Linked DNA regions of Sus scrofa: regions 1 and 3 are each linked to region 2. Evidence: chromatin contacts called from public HiChIP or PLAC-seq data. All regions are on one chromosome and are shown on one strand. The core of a region is the stretch at or near the end of the contact, and the rest is flanking DNA. Distances in the headings are between cores, read along the strand shown.

Region 1 (3,280 bases), core at 319-2,818, 480 kb after region 2:
TTAAGAATCTCTTTTTTTGACAGTGGTATTATACAGCACGACTTGATTTTCTCCCTTCAACAAACAGAATGTGTCCTCAAACCAGTTGAATCTTCAGACATGAAAATGACTCAGCTATTTACCAAAGTTGAATCAGAAGATACAAGTAGCCTCTTTGATAAACTTAAGAAGGAACCTGATGCTTTAACTTTGTTGGCCCCAGCTGCTGGAGACACAATCATATCTTTAGATTTTGGCAGCAATGGTGGGTCTTTAGTTATTTTGCTAATTGCCTAAACTTTAATATTTTTTGGTGGTATAATCATTTGGACCTTGTGGTGTTTGCCCTGTAATTTCTCAGAATTCCTGCTTTTGTCACATTGTTGGAAATTGTGCTTCAAAGTGTTCTTAAGGTATTTCTTCTCCCAGTTTTAATTTTTCTCAACTACTCTATATCCTACTGTCGTATTTCTTCACAGTAGTTCTATTGCAGTAGGCATAGTTGCATTAAAGGATAAATAAGCAGTCTTACCATAATATCAAACATTGAAAAAGAAACCTAATTTCAGGCTTGGTTAAATTTTAAAGAATGAAAGGTATGAGATGTTGGAATTGCAGGGGGGTGCATGCTATATGTATTAATGGGAGTTGTCAGCATTGGAGTAGAAAGGTAACTCAGACTTAGGGTTATACTGTAAAATCATAGACTTCTGGATTAAGTGAAATTTGTTACCATTTTTGTTATAGTGAACTCAACCTTTTGTAAAAGGGGGTCTTAGGAGTCCCCGTCGTGGCACAGCAGAAACAAATCCGACTAGGAACTATGAGGTTTCGGGTTTAGTCCCTGGCCTCGCTCAATGGGTTAAGGATCCAGTGTTGCCATGAGCTGTGGCATAGGTCAGAGACACGGCTTGGATCCTGAGTGGCTGTGGCTGTGGTGTAGGCTGGCGGCTACAGCTCCGATTCGACCCCTAGCCCGGAAACCTCCATATAATATAAAGCATTCTTTAAAAAGGGGGGGAGGGGATCTTAGTTTCTGTATATGTTAAAATATAGACAGTCTTTAAATTGACTGACTTTTTTTTCCCCTACAGACACAGAAACTGATGATCAACAACTTGAGGAAGTTCCATTGTATAATGATGTAATGCTCCCCTCATCCAATGAAAAAATGCAGAACATAAATTTGGCAATGTCTCCATTGCCTGCCTCTGAAACTCCAAAGCCACTTAGAAGTACTAGTGCTGACCCTGCACTCAATCAGGAAGTTGCATTAAAGTTAGAACCAAATCCAGAGTCCCTGGAACTTTCTTTTACCATGCCCCAGATTCAAGATCAGCCAGCTAGTCCTTCTGATGGAAGCACTAGACAGAGTTCACCTGAGGTAGGTATCATGATAAGAAAAGGATAACTTACAGATTTTAATGTTTAGGGGTGTATTTTTAAATTTTATTAAAACTTTAATTTGAAGCACATGTCATAGTTTTGTGTAAATTTTAGCATTTTTAACATTACTACAAGAGCTATGGCTAACTTAGAACTCAGTGCATGTTTTTGGCTTAAGATAGGAACATGGGAAGGAGCTGCCTTAACATAAGGCAAAAGGTCACACATGTTGTTCCTCTTTGTATCTACCTCAGTCGGACAAAAAACATCTTGAACTTAGACATCCACAGAGAACAGTACTGTGTGCCTACAATCGCTGCAAGCCCATTCATATTACCCTTTGAGTTGGAGAACTATCCAGTGGCAAAGGGCTTATTATTAGCAAAGCTTAAAAGGGAAAGGACCCTAAGCTCTTTGCTCAATTTAATACAGTTTCCATCACTGTTTTGAAATTCTGCATAAGTGTAACATGAAAATACCTAGTCTCACACAGAATAAATACTTAATAACTTTTTAACTCAATTTCTGGAGTTCCTGTCATGGATCAGCAGTAAAGAACCCAACTAGTATCCATGAGAATGCAGGTTTGATCCCTGGCCTTGCTCCGTGGGTTAAGGATCCAGCGTTGCTGCAAGCTGTGGTGTAGGTCGCAGACATGGCTCGGATCCCATATTGCTGTGGCTGTGGTGGAGGCCAGCAGCTGCAGCTCCGATTCAACCTCTAGCCTGCGACCTTCCATATGCCACAAGTGTGGCCCTAGAAAAGAAAAAAAATTTTTTTAAATAAATAATTTGGTGGCTGACTTGATATTAGTTTTTCTATAAACAGAATAAAAGTAGTCTTTAAAGGGCTAGGCTGGGCCAAGACTAAAGGTATCACATAGGGCTCTATTTCTAAATCTAAAATGATTTGATTTCACATTTTCTGGTATCTAAAAACATGCTTATGAATAGGACAGCTCAGATTTGATTATTATGGCTTGATAAATGAGGCTCAAATAAGCTTTAATACCTGGTAAATTACATTAAGTATTTATTGATTCAAACTGGCAAGCTAAAAATAGATTTGACATCTCATCTTCTGGGGAATATATCCTATTCTCTGATTGCTCAGTTTGCCTAGCACAAAAATATTTTATGCATTTCATTTTTCATCCAACAAATGTAAATCTAACAAAAATGTTAAGATGAGGGTAGCAAAAGTTTATGCTTAGAATACATGGCTATAGGGAGTTCCCACTGTGGCACAGTGGGTTAAGAACCTGATCTCGGCACCTCGGGTCACTGTGGAGTGCATGTCTGCTCCCTGGCCTAGTGCAGTAGGTTAAAGGATGTGGCATTGCTGTAGCTATGGCTCAGATTCATCCCTGGCCTGGGAACTTCCATATGCCTTGGCTGCAGTCATTCCAAGAAAAAAAAAGTATAGCTATAGTTTTTTGGTTAAAATTTTAAACTAGTACTAAATTCATTAAGGTGAGTACAAGTAAAAACTTAAGTCTCCACCTCCATGCCTGCCCTGCCTTTCAGAGTAGCTGTGAAATTTTTGGTAGATCACCACAGCAGTGTGGCTTTTCAGTGCACAGTTAGATTCTAGAGAATTCTAGGTGAATTATTGGGTGAGTTTTATTCTTTAGAGTAAGTAGATAAATGAGTCTTTTAATTTTATAAATAATGTTATACAATTAGAAATGGATATATTGGCAAAATTTTACATGTAAGCTCAAATGTTTATCACTAGTTTGATAAAATTTGATAGAGGAGATAGACTTTATTGTGTATCATCTGAGATCAAATTTACAAATTCTAACAACTAGCAAAATATTTATGCAGGCTTCTTTAGGGAAAAGTAATTAATTCTTTTTACAGCCTAACAGTCCCAGTGAATATTGTTTTGATGTGGATAGTGATATGGTCAA
Region 2 (3,071 bases), core at 526-3,025:
AAGTAACTGGCTTTCTTAGGGATCAATCCCAGGAGATAGCTCCATTACTCTCACTGTTAACCAGCTAAGGGAAGATGTTACTCAAGTTTCATCCCCAGATAGAATGTACACAGCCCCTGCTGTACCAACATTCTCTTTGTTCCCCTTATTTCTAGCCTTCCCTCCCACTGCACACCCCAGTCACTCCAGAGCTCTGCCAGAGGCCCTTGTCCTCTCTCCCACAGTTTCCCGGAGCAGTCTTACCTGTGTCTAAGACTCTGCTTACCTTTAGGGGTTGATGTTTCCCAGTGTGTATCTTCAGCTCATGTATCCACTTCTTCCACTGAGATGTCTTCTGGCACTTTTAAACTTAACTAATCAAAAGTGGAACTCACCATGCTCAGCTCCAAACTAGCCTGCCCGCTCAGGGGCAGTGCCACCTTCATCTGTGCCATTGCCCATGCGGAGATCTGACGGTCAGACTCAGTCCTCTTTCCCCTTTATTCCCCATGTCCTTTCACACCTTCAGCTTGCATAAGTTCCCAGGTGCGGGATCAAACCCTCACCATAGCAATGACAGTGCCAGGTCCTTAGTCCACTGAGCCTCCAGGGAACTCCTTCCCCTTAATGTGCATTCTGCCGCTACCCTGGACATAGGCTGGATCATCTCTCAGTTGGATGATGATTGTTACCTTCTCCTAGTCTTGGTCCCTCTGAACCCATTTTTTTACGTTTTAGCCAGACTGATCCTCACATAATGGGATGTCACCTTGTTTAGATCCTGCTGGAAACCTTCAATAGCCTCTCATCTCCCTCAAGACAGATCCAAACTCAACGTGAACATAAGGCCCTGGGCTCTTCCCACCTCTCTGGCTTTATCTCCTCCGTCTCAAACTCTGTAGTCTGTCCTTAGACACACCTGTCAGTGTATCAGCCTCCCACCTCTGCAGCACTGTCCCCTCTGCAGTGCTGTGCTCTCCACCTACCTCTCCTGCATAATTACCAGCTTAGATGCCTCTGCCTCTGGGAAGGGAACGCTCCCCTTGCTTCTGCATATCAGATAAGTTCCCTCCCTATCACAGCCCTTATCACACCATATGGTAATTTTCTGTTAGTGCACCCTCGGACTGTACAATCAGCTCTACTTTCCTCTACATCCTATCTCCACGATCCAGCACAGTTCTTAGAACATAGTAGGTCCTCAATAAATATCGTTGGAATGAATAAATGAACACTTGGTCTACACCGCTCATTTCCATTCACTCTATAACCCAGGTCCGTTGTCTTCCCAGCTCACTCAGGCAGGAGCGAGTCCTTTCTGCCAACGACTGCCATGGCACCGGCACAAACCTCAGTCAGAGTACTGTGTTGTATGGAAGTCATGCAAAGCCGTCTTCATTAGACTTTGCACTCTTCAGGTCAGGCCAGTGTCCGCATTAGGTATTCCATAGAGTCTGGAAGGAACAGATTTTCCTGCTTCCAAAATTATGCAGCCAAGTGTGAAGATAGAATAAGTTTTCTCCTGATTTGGGAGTTTAGGCCTTGTTTTGTTTTTATGGTTATTACCTTCAATTTTAGTTTTTTTTTTTTTAATTTATTTTACTCAGAACTCTGAGGTTTAAAACCACAAACCTTTGCTTGGGGAAAACGACTCATGCACTCATTAAAGGGTGTTAGGTCCCACGATGTCTGAGTGAGGCTGTTAGAGTTTCCAGTGTGTGTGTGAGGGATGTGTGCGTTCACTCCTGTTTCTCTCCACCAGCCACTCTGTGTGCTCACTTCCTTCAGAGGAAGGAAGTTGATTATCTGTTCCATAGTCATACCATGTGGTAATATTGCTCAAGCATATACTGTGGGGCAGACAGGGTTGTAAGCAGTTTACATGCATTAACTCAATCCTCAAAAGAATCCTTTGAGACTGGTGCAATCAGGTGTTATTCCCATTTTAGAGATAGAGACTAAGGTACTGAGAGGGTTGGTAACTTATCCAGGGATGAGTGGAGGAGCCAGAATTTAGGCCTTGGCAGTTTGGCTCCAATCATGACCTCTTATCCCCTATAATACAGAGACAGCTTGAGAGGAAACACATTTTTGATTATTTTAATTAGGGATGCTAGCTGCCATTTGACATTTACTAAAACCACGTCACGTGGGCCTGTTTCCATATGCAAACATCTCTGAGTAAAAGGGCGGTTTGTTATCCAAACCTCCCATCTACTCTGCTTCAAACCAGAGCATTCTCGGCCCCAAACCTGGCAGAAGCTTTGTCACCATTTGCCTTTCAGGTATTCAGTCTTACTTTCTCATCTCCCTGACAGTTTTCTTGAGATAAGCAAAGCCTTGCTCAGTTCTCTACAAACGAGAGCCTTCTTTCTTGCTTTTCTCGATCATAGGTCTCTAACTGCTAAGTTACTTTCCTTCCATCCTCCTGATCCTAATTTAGAGATTTCTTCAGTTTTATAAGATCTCTTGCTAAATGTTATTCACTGTGTGTTATATTATACCACAGGTGCTATTCCTAAGTGCACCTCATCTAGCCTGAAATCAAACTAGAGCACTGCAGCTCACAGCTGCAGAATTTAACAAGCTGCATTATTTGATATAACACTGTGTGGTCATATATATTTATCCATTGTTAGAAAGTAAATGTTTAAAGTAAATGTTTCAAAGGATAAAGCACATTTTTTTTCATATAGTTTGAATACTATCTGACCTTTTAGAAAGTGAAAGTGATTTAGAAAGGTCTTTCCATATGTAAGTTTTTTCTGTCTTTTTTTTTTTTTTTTTTTGCTTTTTAAGGGCTGCACCCGTGGCATATGGGAGTTCCCAGGCTATAGGTCGAATTAGCTGAAGCTTCAGGCTATGCCACAGCTACAGCAATTCCAAGTCCAAGCAGCATCTTTTTTTTTTTTTTTTTATTTTCCCACTGTACAGCAAGGGGGTCAGGTTATCCTTACATGTATACATTACAATTACATTTTTCCCCCACCCTTTCTTCTGTTGCAACATGAGTATCTAGACAAAGTTCTCAATGCTATTCAGCAGGATCTCCTTGTAAATCTATTCTAAGTTGTGTCTGATAAGCCCAAGCT
Region 3 (3,216 bases), core at 387-2,886, 330 kb after region 2:
TTCTCCATACGTCTTTTCTCTCTTTTAATAAACACTTATTTGCCTCACTGGGAAAAAAAAAAAGTGTCATTATCTATCTCAATCATTAGTCTGACTTTGTCACTTGCCTGTTAAAACCCTCCAGTAGCACCCCACCTCTCAGTGTTTTCTACTTTTAAGAGTTCTGGAACAATAGTTCTAATAAGATGCCCCTGGCTCCTGCCCAGTTGTGTAAGTTTGGGAACTCTGCAAGTCTCCAACTTGAGGGTCACAGTATGCATTTGGATATTAAAGGATTTGAGAAGTTATGCAGTCAAAAAATCTGGGTTAACTTGGTTTAACCCAATGTTTGTTATATTTATTTAACTATGGAAATGTTTTTCTTGACATATACACATTATAACCATTGCAACTTGTGTTCTATAATGCAAACTCAGGAAAGGCTGCCCTGTACAATCAAGTCCACATATTTTGGCCTGTCCTGCAGAATGTGGGTCACCAGGTTTAGCTCAAAAAAATACAGAGTGCCTAGTTGAATTTGAATTTCAGATAAGTCTAAAAAAATTATTTGCTGTTTATCAGAAATCCTGATTAACTGGGGGTCTCGTGCCTTAGCTGGCAATCCTATACAGAATCCTTGGTGACCTAAAATATAAGGAAAAGACTGAACCAACATGAAGCTGGCAAGAATTTTTTTCTACAGTTAACATAATAGGAAAGGATAAAGTCAAGGTTGATTCTTGGCTTTCAGTTGGATTCCTTCAATTTGCCACCAATCCTTGTTCCCTTAAAGCAATGTTCTCCCCACTGACTGCAGGTTAGGATCACCTGAGGGGCTTTTCAAACTACCTACACCCCATCTCAAACCAAGTGACTTAGAATTGGGGGGGGTTCTGAGTGGGGAGTTTGAAAGGCAGGGCAGGGAGGAAAGGGAGGCACCCAGGGAGTAAGACTTAGGGAGGCCCTGACTCTCAGGGCTGACCCTGAACTTGCACAACCCTCAGAGCCAGGACCCCCTTAAATCTTCCATCCAGTACACCTGCTGGCCTCACCCTAGTCAGATCCTGTTAAAAGAAGTAGGTACAAGATTGTGGAGAACAGCTTGCCAAGGATGTCTGAGCTGCCCTGAGCCTTATATCCACATTTCGTTGCTTTACAAGGAAATGTCAACCTTTTCCAGCAATGGACATGAACTCCAGCCCATAAGCATGAGTCAGGGGAGGCTTCACTAGGTCAGGTTCTCCTGAAATATAAACTTGCAGCCACTTCTAAACATTACACAATGCTTGGGTTCCTCATTCTTTTTCAGTGCAGGCTGGTGATGTTTGAGGAGCTTCAAGTCCCTGGCAATCCATAGCTTCTGTTTTATATTTGAGTATGGTCTTAACTTTCTGAACATGTAATGAAAGTATACGCTTCATGTTTCACTCCAAGATCGTATGGATTCTCATCCTCACTCTTCCTCCTCCCGCTCTTCCTTCTCCTTGCTTTCTGCCTTTGGGGCCGTGATTTTATGCCCCAGCACTAGCAGGCTGGTCAGAAAAGCACACTATTAATCTTCACTGGATGCAGTGCCAGGACAGCTTGCCTGGGAACAGCCCAGGCCAGCCTTGGGAGGCCAGCTCTTGGACCCGTTTCTTCCTTCACTGGCCTCTAAGTTCCATAATGTCATAAGCTCCTGCCCATTGCTACTGGCTGGTGGCCAGATCCTTCACTGCTGATTCCCAGAGGCTCTGCAAGTTTTGAAACACTAGGGGTAGAAACTTTGTAATTTTCCAGAGCTGGGAAAAGGTGGCAGTGGTGGATGGGAGCTCCCCGCACAGGCAAAATTAACTTTTTTCTATTGTGCTAGTTGAATGATTTTCAAGGATATTCTTCTTATCAGTGGATTCAAAACATTACCTCCTCAGAGGAAAATTTTTCAGCGAACAATGCAAGGGAAAGGGTCAGATAAGGCCAAGTTTGCAGCAATTTCCCATTAATAGCAAGATCACAGGACCATACTTGGCTTAATAGCTATGTCCCTGTAAAGTTTCACATAAATGGAATTTTTAAAAAATTAAATCACTGTAAGTACGGAGGAAAGATTGCTAAATAAAGGAAGCCTGAAGCACCTTACTTTATAAAGTGAGGGATTTTTACATAGGGCACAACATCCATCCTACACACATACATTGATTTTTTTAAAATAAGTCTGCAATTTTCCACAGGCTGCATTTTCATGAGGTGAGGGGTGCCTGTTACTCACGATGATGACTGGTCTGAGGCCACAGCTCTTCAAGGGTTCTGAAACTGAACTTTTCACAACATTCTCTGAGAAGTAGCTACAAGGGTTCCGTGTGGACTTTTAGCTGAGAAAGATCATTCGTGTGTTAAGCTGATCCAGAATCCTCCTGGCCTACCTCCAGACTGATGTGGGCTCTGGGGTGCCCAGAAAAATTGTCAATGGATGGGCATGGGAAGAGTTAAGGGGGAACGTAGTGAGGCTAAATAATGCCAAACGCAACAAGAAGAGCAGTGTGCTGAGATGGAGAGAAGCATGAGCTCTGTGACCAGATTGCTCTGACTCTGCTTCTGTCCTCTTACTGGGTGACTCCCTGAACTTCAGTATCTTCACCTGTAGCATGCAGTGTTTATAATAATACCTACCTCAAGGTAGCTCCTGGCACAGTAAGTATTCAAAAAGTCTTAATCATTTTTAAATGGCCTGGGTTAGCTCCATTCAGATAGGAGAAAAATATTAAAAAAAAAAAATCAAAGAAGTTAATGTACACTGGGTACTCGTCCATGCCAGGTACATGCTGAATACTTTAATTCTTACATCTTATGCACACAAAGGCACTAATATTACCCCTACATCTCAGTGGAAACTAAAGTTCAGAGAGGTTAAACAATTTTCCTAATGTCACACAGCAGGTAAGGGACAAAGCAGATACGTGAGGCCAATGCTATCTATGGCTCTTCCCACTCTGTCTTAGATCTGAGGAGACCAAAGCCTGAAAGTGACTTATCAAAGATGATGGATTAGGGCCTGAAGGGTATTAGGATTTGGAAGTCAAATTGGTTCAGGAAGTTACACCAAGGAAAGAAGGATGGGAAATTCTTTTATTTATTTCACAAAGATTTATGAGAATCTACAGTATGCTGCTGCTCCAGCTGCAGAGGTGACTAAGGCCTCACCCCTGGCCTCAAAGGCTGGTAGGGGAGACAATTAAAATTACAAAAAATAAAACAAAA

The links. HiChIP or PLAC-seq counts read pairs in DNA pulled down with a chosen protein or histone mark.
Region 1: an H3K27ac HiChIP or PLAC-seq map of alveolar macrophages shows a contact between it and region 2. The contact joins two enhancer-like sites. A contact is called at or near these places in 9 of 47 Hi-C or Micro-C datasets (alveolar macrophages, embryonic fibroblasts, epiblast stem cells and 5 more) and 2 of 2 datasets of contacts at active chromatin or transcription factors (alveolar macrophages and skeletal muscle).
Region 3: an H3K27ac HiChIP or PLAC-seq map of alveolar macrophages shows a contact between it and region 2. The contact joins two enhancer-like sites. A contact is called at or near these places in 1 of 47 Hi-C or Micro-C datasets (retroperitoneal adipose tissue) and 1 of 2 datasets of contacts at active chromatin or transcription factors (alveolar macrophages).

The regions. Positions count from the first base shown.
Region 1 is chr1:190,665,178-190,668,457 of Sscrofa11.1, forward strand. HIF1A (hypoxia inducible factor 1, alpha subunit (basic helix-loop-helix transcription factor)) reads left to right here. Exons shown (of 15, transcript NM_001123124.1): 9 at 24-244; 10 at 1,074-1,363; 11 at 3,231-3,280. Among named protein-coding and RNA genes, the nearest start is that of SNAPC1, 11 kb to the right of the region's middle. Within about 2 kb of position 1,569, at least 4 of the 83 cell types and tissues checked have an H3K27ac peak or open chromatin away from gene starts, as enhancers often do. A contact at or near this core is called in alveolar macrophages, where this site is marked.
Region 2 is chr1:190,185,651-190,188,721 of Sscrofa11.1, forward strand. No RefSeq gene overlaps it. Among named protein-coding and RNA genes, the nearest start is that of TMEM30B, 15 kb to the left of the region's middle. Within about 2 kb of position 1,776, at least 8 of the 83 cell types and tissues checked have an H3K27ac peak or open chromatin away from gene starts, as enhancers often do. A contact at or near this core is called in alveolar macrophages, where this site is marked.
Region 3 is chr1:190,513,590-190,516,805 of Sscrofa11.1, forward strand. No RefSeq gene overlaps it. Among named protein-coding and RNA genes, the nearest start is that of HIF1A, 110 kb to the right of the region's middle. Within about 2 kb of position 1,637, at least 32 of the 83 cell types and tissues checked have an H3K27ac peak or open chromatin away from gene starts, as enhancers often do. A contact at or near this core is called in alveolar macrophages, where this site is marked.